Regions from separate parts of the Sus scrofa genome. Here region 2 is linked to region 1. Evidence: chromatin contacts called from public HiChIP or PLAC-seq data. All regions are on one chromosome and are shown on one strand. The core of a region is the stretch at or near the end of the contact, and the rest is flanking DNA. Distances in the headings are between cores, read along the strand shown.

Region 1 (3,651 bases), core at 525-3,024:
CAGGCTTTAGAATGTTAGAACCGAAAGCAATGGTAAAGACTGATTTTATGCGTACATAATCTTAAAAGTCCTCCATTTTTTAAAATAAGTAGAAACAAACATTTTCTATTTAGCTTTGTATTCTTGAGGTCCTACAGTATTAGCTTTTCTTGGTGTTGGCTGCCTAATTCTCTGCAGAACAGATGAACCATTATTTATCAAGCTCAGTCTTAAAGTCGTTTAGGTTTTCAGGCTTCCACTATTATAAAAACCTGCCAATGAATATCTTTGTTCCTGCTCCTCTAACAACTCCACTAACGGGTCTGTAATAAGAATTCCTGGAAAGGGACCCAGATATTTTATTATTCCATAACACCATCTCCCCTAGTCCTTGCCCCACAGATGCCAGCTCCCTTAACCCGTCTATGGTCTTGAGTTGGCCAGGTGCTTACCTCTGAGCCTGGTGAGTGCTGCTCCCGTCCCTCTCATTTTAACTGCTGAGTGGTCTGGAAAAGACAGCAAGAGGGTGGGATCCATAACGTACTGCGAAACCAGGCAGACGCTGAAAGAGGGAAGAAACGGCACAGGAAATTGAAAGGGGCATTTGAGGAAAGTGATGGGGTGTTAAAGATATTCTCTGGGTCAGTGTAGTGTGGGCTAAAAACAGCTGAAATGCAAGTCAGTCATATCACTGAGGCCTCCAATGCTATCCTGGGGGGGACGGGAGTGAAGAAAGGACTCGGTGACAGCGACTCTGTCTGTGTCTGTGTTTTAGACTGTGTCGCTAGCTCTCCAGGTGTAGAAGCCTCTAGCGGGAGGCTTCTACATTCGCTAAACTCGAAAAGTAATTCCTACAAGAACTAAACAGAGAACTGTAAAACTGAGAAAGGTGGTCTCCAGGGGGGTGGTTTATAGTCAGGTGACAAGCCAACAAGAATTTAAGTACTTTGGATAAAAATTCTACACACGAGATCCACAAATGAATAGGAAAATAGATGGCTTTTTGCCAGCAAACGACTTGCCATGGACTTGGAGGAGGTTGCGGCCTCTTCTTCTGCTGCCCCGCTCAGCCCGAAGCCCATTGAGGAGTCCCTCTTCGAGGTTTGCTTTGGACTCTCCGCCGAGGACTCCCGCAGACCTAAGGAACCAAGGTGCCCGCGCGTGCACTCGAGGTCAAGGTCCAAGCGGCACGGACACCGAACCGAGCGAGGTAGCAGCGCCAGGGGTACGCGGCTGTGAGCAGCTAGCCAATGCGCAGGCGCGGACACGCCCCTCGGCCTCGGCGCGACGCTCCAGGCGAGCGCGCGCCCGCGGCGGTTCCGCTCCAGTCTGGAGGAGGGCTGCGCGCGCACGAGCGACGGGCCGTGACGTGCGCCGCTGTACGCCCGACGTCACGGGCCCGTGTGTAGTGGCGGCTGGGCAGCCCTCAGCAGCGGCTCTTGACGAGGGTGGTGCGGCCGCTGGGCGCGGCGTTTGGGGGTCCTGCGGCCCGTGGCGGCGGCGGCGACGATCAGGAGGACCCGCACTCCCAGCCGCGGAGTCGCCGCGCGCGCCCCTTCTCCGGCCTCTGGCGGTACCGGGCCCGCGGCTTCCTCCTTCGCAGCCCAGCTTCCCGCGGGCCTCGGGGCCGCGGCGGCGAGAAGAACCGAGGGCCACCGAGAAGCTCCGCCGGCCGCGACGGTCCCCGTGCCTGCCACCGCGCCCGGCGCGGGCTCCATGTGAGGGAGGGCCGGGCCTGCCCCCGGCCCGCACCCGACTCCTCGTGCGCCCCTCCGGCCCCCGGCGCCCCGCGGCCTCTCGGACCGGGGGGCGCGGTGACAGGCCGCGCGGGGGCGGAGGGGTGGGCCTGCGGCTCGCTGCGTCTCGGTGGAGCGGCCGGTACGTGCCTATGAGTGGATGGGGGGGGCGGGGCGCGGGCGGACGTGGGGAGGGGGCCGCCGCCGGCCAGTGCGCAGCTCGCGGGCGGAGACTTCGCTAGGTGCTCTACTCTCCCGGGTGGGCGGGCGTGCGCCGCCGGCTGCTGGTCCCGAAGTCCAGGTCTGCGCGGAGCTGTCAGACTCGAACTCTGCAGGAGTTCAGGAGGAAGCCTGCCTCTGGTCTCCGGGAAAGCGGAAGGTTTCCGCGCAGTGAGGGAGAAGGTGCCTGTCTTTGCGCTGCTATGGTGCGGTGGACTGGTGGTTAGGGTTGAATCCCTTTTCTCTCTGCGGACCGATTCACTTACTTGTTTATTGTCTCGCCTCACCGTCTGCCCATTTTACAGATCAAAAGAATTGATGAGGCTCAGTTTCAGCAACTTGGCCAAGATCGTGCACTTTGGTAATCTGGGAAGGCCTAGATTTGAATATGTTGTCTCTTTTGTAGAACTGTATTTCTGGGTTTTGAGAAAATAAATATGTGAGGGAAGTGAGAATCGCTGGAAAGTTTCTTCTTGGCAGTAAATTCTAGATGCATAGGTAGACATAATTTACTTGCCCCCAGTGTGTGCTGTTCGATGTGTTTTGCTGCAACCTAGCGAAATGATTTTTCTTGGCTCTTTTTTAAAATTACTTTTAAAAGGTGACTCCATACACTTTTATCTTTTTTTTTTTTCAGTAGGACTGACTGAATAGAAAATATTCCTCCTTTTATCAAAAAAAAGAAATATATTTGGTAAAACTCCAGTTTCTTGAAAAGTTACAATTTTACTTGTGCAATTTATTCTTGATGCATACAAGGAACTCACAGTTGGGTTATTTGCTTGAGATTTCCTTATTGCATAATTTGTTGCTGGATTATGTGGCAATGGCCACACGCTTAGTAATTTGTGCATTAACTTATGCAATATTTCTGAGTGGAATGTCAAAATTTAATGTGTGGAATATCGTAAAAAGTTATGTTTTAATGTTTTTTTTTCCTTTCATAAACAACTAAGTTTATGAACTTGCTGAAATTCTCATTTTTAGCATTGGCTTGTACTGTTTCTTTGATTATGGTTAGTGAAAAAGTAAAGAACCTTTACATTTCTCTTTACAGGAGAAAGTGTTGATAAATTACTTTGAGTATTTAAGCTTCATGCATGGTTGTGTTTAAGAAATCTGTTGATGCCCAATTGTAGTACTTGATCATTTTCTTCAGTACATTAACAGGTTTAAGAAAACTTGTGGTTGAGTATCTTTATAACGTTGTAGAAAAAAGGTTGAATTATAGACTTAAATGGATGTTTCACAGATTGATTTGTTGTTTGGTTAAAATATAAACGTATGTTGAGTTTTGCTGAATATCGTATCATTATAGGATACTTACCTAGTCATGCTCCCCATACATGTCTCTTGAGAAAACTAGTTATTAAAGATTTATATTAAATAATTGGATTACATTCTAGATTCAGTCTTTTAAGCAATGTTTTAGTTGGAGCTTTCATTCCTGGTTTACCTGATTACTACCAAAGGGGTAGTAATAGATGCTGTATTAAAATGAAACCATGTTTGATTCTCAATTCCTACGCTTTGGTTTCAGGTTGATTTTTTTTTTTTTTCCTTGTAGTATTGGTACTTTCTAGGCTTCCCCCACTGCACCACCCCCCACCCCCGAACCCAGCCCCAACTTTTTGTTATGAAACAATCTCAAGCACACAGGAAGTTGGTGATAGTGAGCATCCATATAATAATCCTCTAGATTCATTTGTTGACATCT
Region 2 (3,366 bases), core at 552-3,051, 240 kb after region 1:
TGATCCCCTAATGGCCTTTCCGGTTGCTGCTCTGTCTAGCTCCTCCATTTAAGTTGCTTCCAATTTTTCTGTCAAGGGATATTTTGAAACACCAAAGTCCAGCGAAGCAGAATCTGCCACTGTTCCTTTGGGGCTGACGGTAATACAATTTGACTCCTGCTCATTTCCTGCTTTCCTCAGAGGAGGGCTGGAAGAAATTGCTCTCAGAGAATGGTTAGAAAAATGTCAAACATAAAATTAGGAGGAGAGGGACCATGAGGAGAAAGCCTGATGCACTTTCAGGAGTAATCTGCTTTAGAAACTGCACTGTTTAGGTTTTGTTTTTGTAACTCAGGAATCGGGCATGAATTTAAACTAATAATTTTGATAAAATGCTTTCCGTGAATGCAGTGCTTTGGAACTTTTCCTGGGAAGTGGTTCCATCTGTCAGCTGAGGGCTTTAATGTGGGAGGGCCCGAGTCTGAATCTCCACTTATCTTTGACTTTCAGCAGCTGTAGAGCCTCAGTCTGTCTTTCTGCAAAATAGGCATAATAATAACCCCAGAGAGTGCTGAGCCTTCTAGGGAAAAACTGGGGTAGTGGCCAGAGAGAGGGCAGAGGAGCCCTGCCAGGGAACCCAGGCCGATCTTTTTATTCCTGGGCCTCAGTTTCTCCACATGTTGGGGGCTTGGCATATGGTCTGCTAGAGCCTCCCAGGGACCCCTGCCCTGGCTCCTGCCAGGTGCTGCTTGAGTCTGGACCTCCTCTGCAGGGCCCTAGAGCTCTCCACTCACCTCAGTCCACACCCTGGGGACCTGCCCTGACCTCCAGGGTAGCAAAGTGCTTGGCACCCTTCAAGACCCCGACCTGATTTGGGGGAGGGGCGTAGGTGGGGTCAGTGGACCCAATATATATTTATTCATTTTGACGACATGTCATTGGTGTGTTGGCAAAGTTGTCATTGGTTGGCTACCAATAACTATCTTCCCTTTGAATACTGACCATTAATCACTTTTCTTCCAGCACGGTGTAGAAGACAACCCAGGCTACGCTGTGGGGTAGTTGAAAGCCTGAGGCGGGGAGTCAGAGGTCCAGTTCCAGGCCTCTGCCTTGCCTCACTTGTAAAATGGGAGAAATAATAGTACCTACCTTAGGGGCTGCGTGGAGACTGACCGAGACAATGCCTGTCGGGGGACACCCAGCAGAGTGCCAGGCTCACAATAAGCGCTCCCTGCTGTCAGGCTGTTTTTATTACAATTACAGTGATCTGCAAATTAGAAGACCGAGAGCCTGGTTGGCAAGGGACTAGGCACGGGGGACAGAGAACGGTGGAGCCCGAGAATCCGGGTCGAGAAGGTGGCTCCTAGAGGCCAGGAGGAGGACGAGCGTCCGGAGCGGGGCCAGAGGTCAGCCCCGGACCAAGAGGCTGCTCCGGCCGCGCGCTCCAACTTCAGACTCCGGGGGCGAGCAGCCACCGCCGCACTTGAGCTTTGGTTTCTGAAAGCGCCTTTGGCCTCCTTCTGGCCTGCTTTCCTGGGCTGCGGGAGGTGACTTCTGGGTGAAAGCCGGGCCCGCAGCGGCGCCGGACTCAGGGCGGCCGTATTAGTCCCCGCCCCGGGGCGGTGTCAGCGGAGGGTCCCTGGAGTCCCGCTCACCACCGCCGCCGCCACGGCGGTGTGCGCCTCTCCCTCCTCGCCAGCCGAGCGGGTCGGGCGCCCGGGGTGGCCCTTTAAAAGGCAGTGTCTCGTCCAGAGGGGGTGGGCGGGGGGCACTGACCGCCATCCGAGGCCAGGCCCCTCCCCCTCCCTCCCTTCGTCCGTCCCTCCCTCGGTCCCCGCGTCGCTCGCTCGCTCGCCGGGCGGACGCTCCGCCTCCGCCAGTCGGCTCGGCGCTCTGCTGCGCGGCGTGGAGCAGAGCCGGGGCCCGGGGCTGGGGGCTGGGAGGTCGCCGCCCGCCACGGGCAAGCTTGAGCCGCAATGGCTGAGATGGGTAGCAAGGGGGTGACCGCGGGGAAGATCGCCAGCAATGTGCAGAAGAAGCTCACTCGCGCGCAGGAGAAGGTGAGCGAGCCCCAGCCGCAGCCTCCGCGCGGTCCGAACACCTGTCCTCCGCCCCGCTCCAGAGGCCGGTCCTCACCCGGGGCCGGGAGCTGTCACCTCCCAGCGAGCGCTGCCCAGGGCCTTCGGGATACACAGGCTGCGCCCCCCGGCGCTCTGGGTGCCCTCTCCCGTCCTCGTCCTCTGTCTTCTCGCCCGGGCGGGGGCAGGGGAGGGCGCAGCTGTCCCCTCACCCCCACCCCCACCCCGGTCGCTCTGTATCTTGGTCGCGCGTCTGCAGAGGAGCGGCGGCCCACGCTCTAATCCCCGAGCGAGGTCCAGGCTAACCCTGCCCTGGGCGCCGAGGCCCGGAGGCTGGGAGGCGAGGTGGCGCCCCTAGCCCTCTGGAACCACGCGGGCCCTGCAGGTGGGGCCAGCACTGGGGAAGGGGCTGCTCCTTATTCCAGGGGTCGCTGAGTTCCGGGAATCCCGAGGCTGCCCCTCCGCTCGCGGGTGCCGGCGCTCTTGCTCCAGGCCTCCGGACGCTTCCTGCGCCCGCCGTTCCCTCCTCTTCACCCCCCTCTCCACCTTCTGTCCCCGCGGGCCATAGGAGGGTCAGGTTTCCTTTCCCGAGAGGTGCCGCGGCCTGGAAGCTCCGGCCGGATCCCCGGGGAGCAGAGCTCTGTGCACTCTTTCGAAGGGGCCCTGGCCAAGCAGGGGCTTCGCGTATCCGGGGGCGAGGGAGAGGGAGGCGGCTCTGGCTTTGGGAGCCCGGGTGGCGAGCTGGGCCGGAGGAGGGGCGGCAGACTGCGGGGGACGTGGAGGGCACCGCAGGAAACCTGACTCCTCAGCCGCCGGCCTTAGGCGGGGGGGGCAGGGAGCCGGGGCTTCCCATGGCACCCTGACTGTGCAGGAAATGCAGGATTGGGAGGCGGGGGTCCGCGCCCGCCCGGCTTTCTATCCCTAGCCACCTCTGGTTTATTGAATTGGATCACGCCAGCTGCTGACGCCACTTCCCCTGCCGACTCCGACTCTGAAATCTGAGATTGCAGAATATGTGCTTCTGCCCGGGTGGCCCCTCTGTGCCCCCTGGCCGGGTCTGTCCCCTCTGCCGCCTGACTCACAGCCGGGCGGGAACCCAGAGACAGGCCGGCCTTCCCCCCGCTAGGCTTGTGGCTGTTTATAAACAATGACTTTTGCAGCTGAGACCTGCGGGCTCCCTAAGGATGCAGCCACGTGATGGGAGGGAGGGGGCTAGAGCTTCCCCCGCACCTCCCTCTGAGTCCTGCTGCTCATCCTTGTGGTCCTGGCTAAGAAGGTGGGTGGGTATGTGTGGAGGGAAGGGCCCTCA

What was found. HiChIP or PLAC-seq counts read pairs in DNA pulled down with a chosen protein or histone mark.
Region 2: a contact with region 1 is called in an H3K27ac HiChIP or PLAC-seq map of skeletal muscle. The contact joins the promoter of BIN1 here to the promoter of MAP3K2 in region 1. A contact is called at or near these places in 1 of 5 promoter capture datasets (fetal skeletal muscle) and 1 of 2 datasets of contacts at active chromatin or transcription factors (skeletal muscle).

The regions. Positions count from the first base shown.
Region 1 is chr15:25,085,705-25,089,355 of Sscrofa11.1, forward strand. MAP3K2 (mitogen-activated protein kinase kinase kinase 2) reads left to right here and starts at 1,775. Exons shown (of 17, transcript XM_003359437.5): 1 at 1,775-1,857. LOC110257077 (a long non-coding RNA gene) reads right to left here and starts at 541. Exons shown (of 2, transcript XR_002339296.1): 1 at 432-541.
Region 2 is chr15:25,327,419-25,330,784 of Sscrofa11.1, forward strand. It overlaps BIN1 (bridging integrator 1), which reads left to right and starts at 1,802. Exons shown (of 14, transcript NM_001097440.1): 1 at 1,802-2,039. The coding sequence starts at 1,956. It overlaps LOC102164258 (a long non-coding RNA gene), which reads right to left and starts at 1,261. Exons shown (of 4, transcript XR_307967.3): 1 at 1,129-1,261.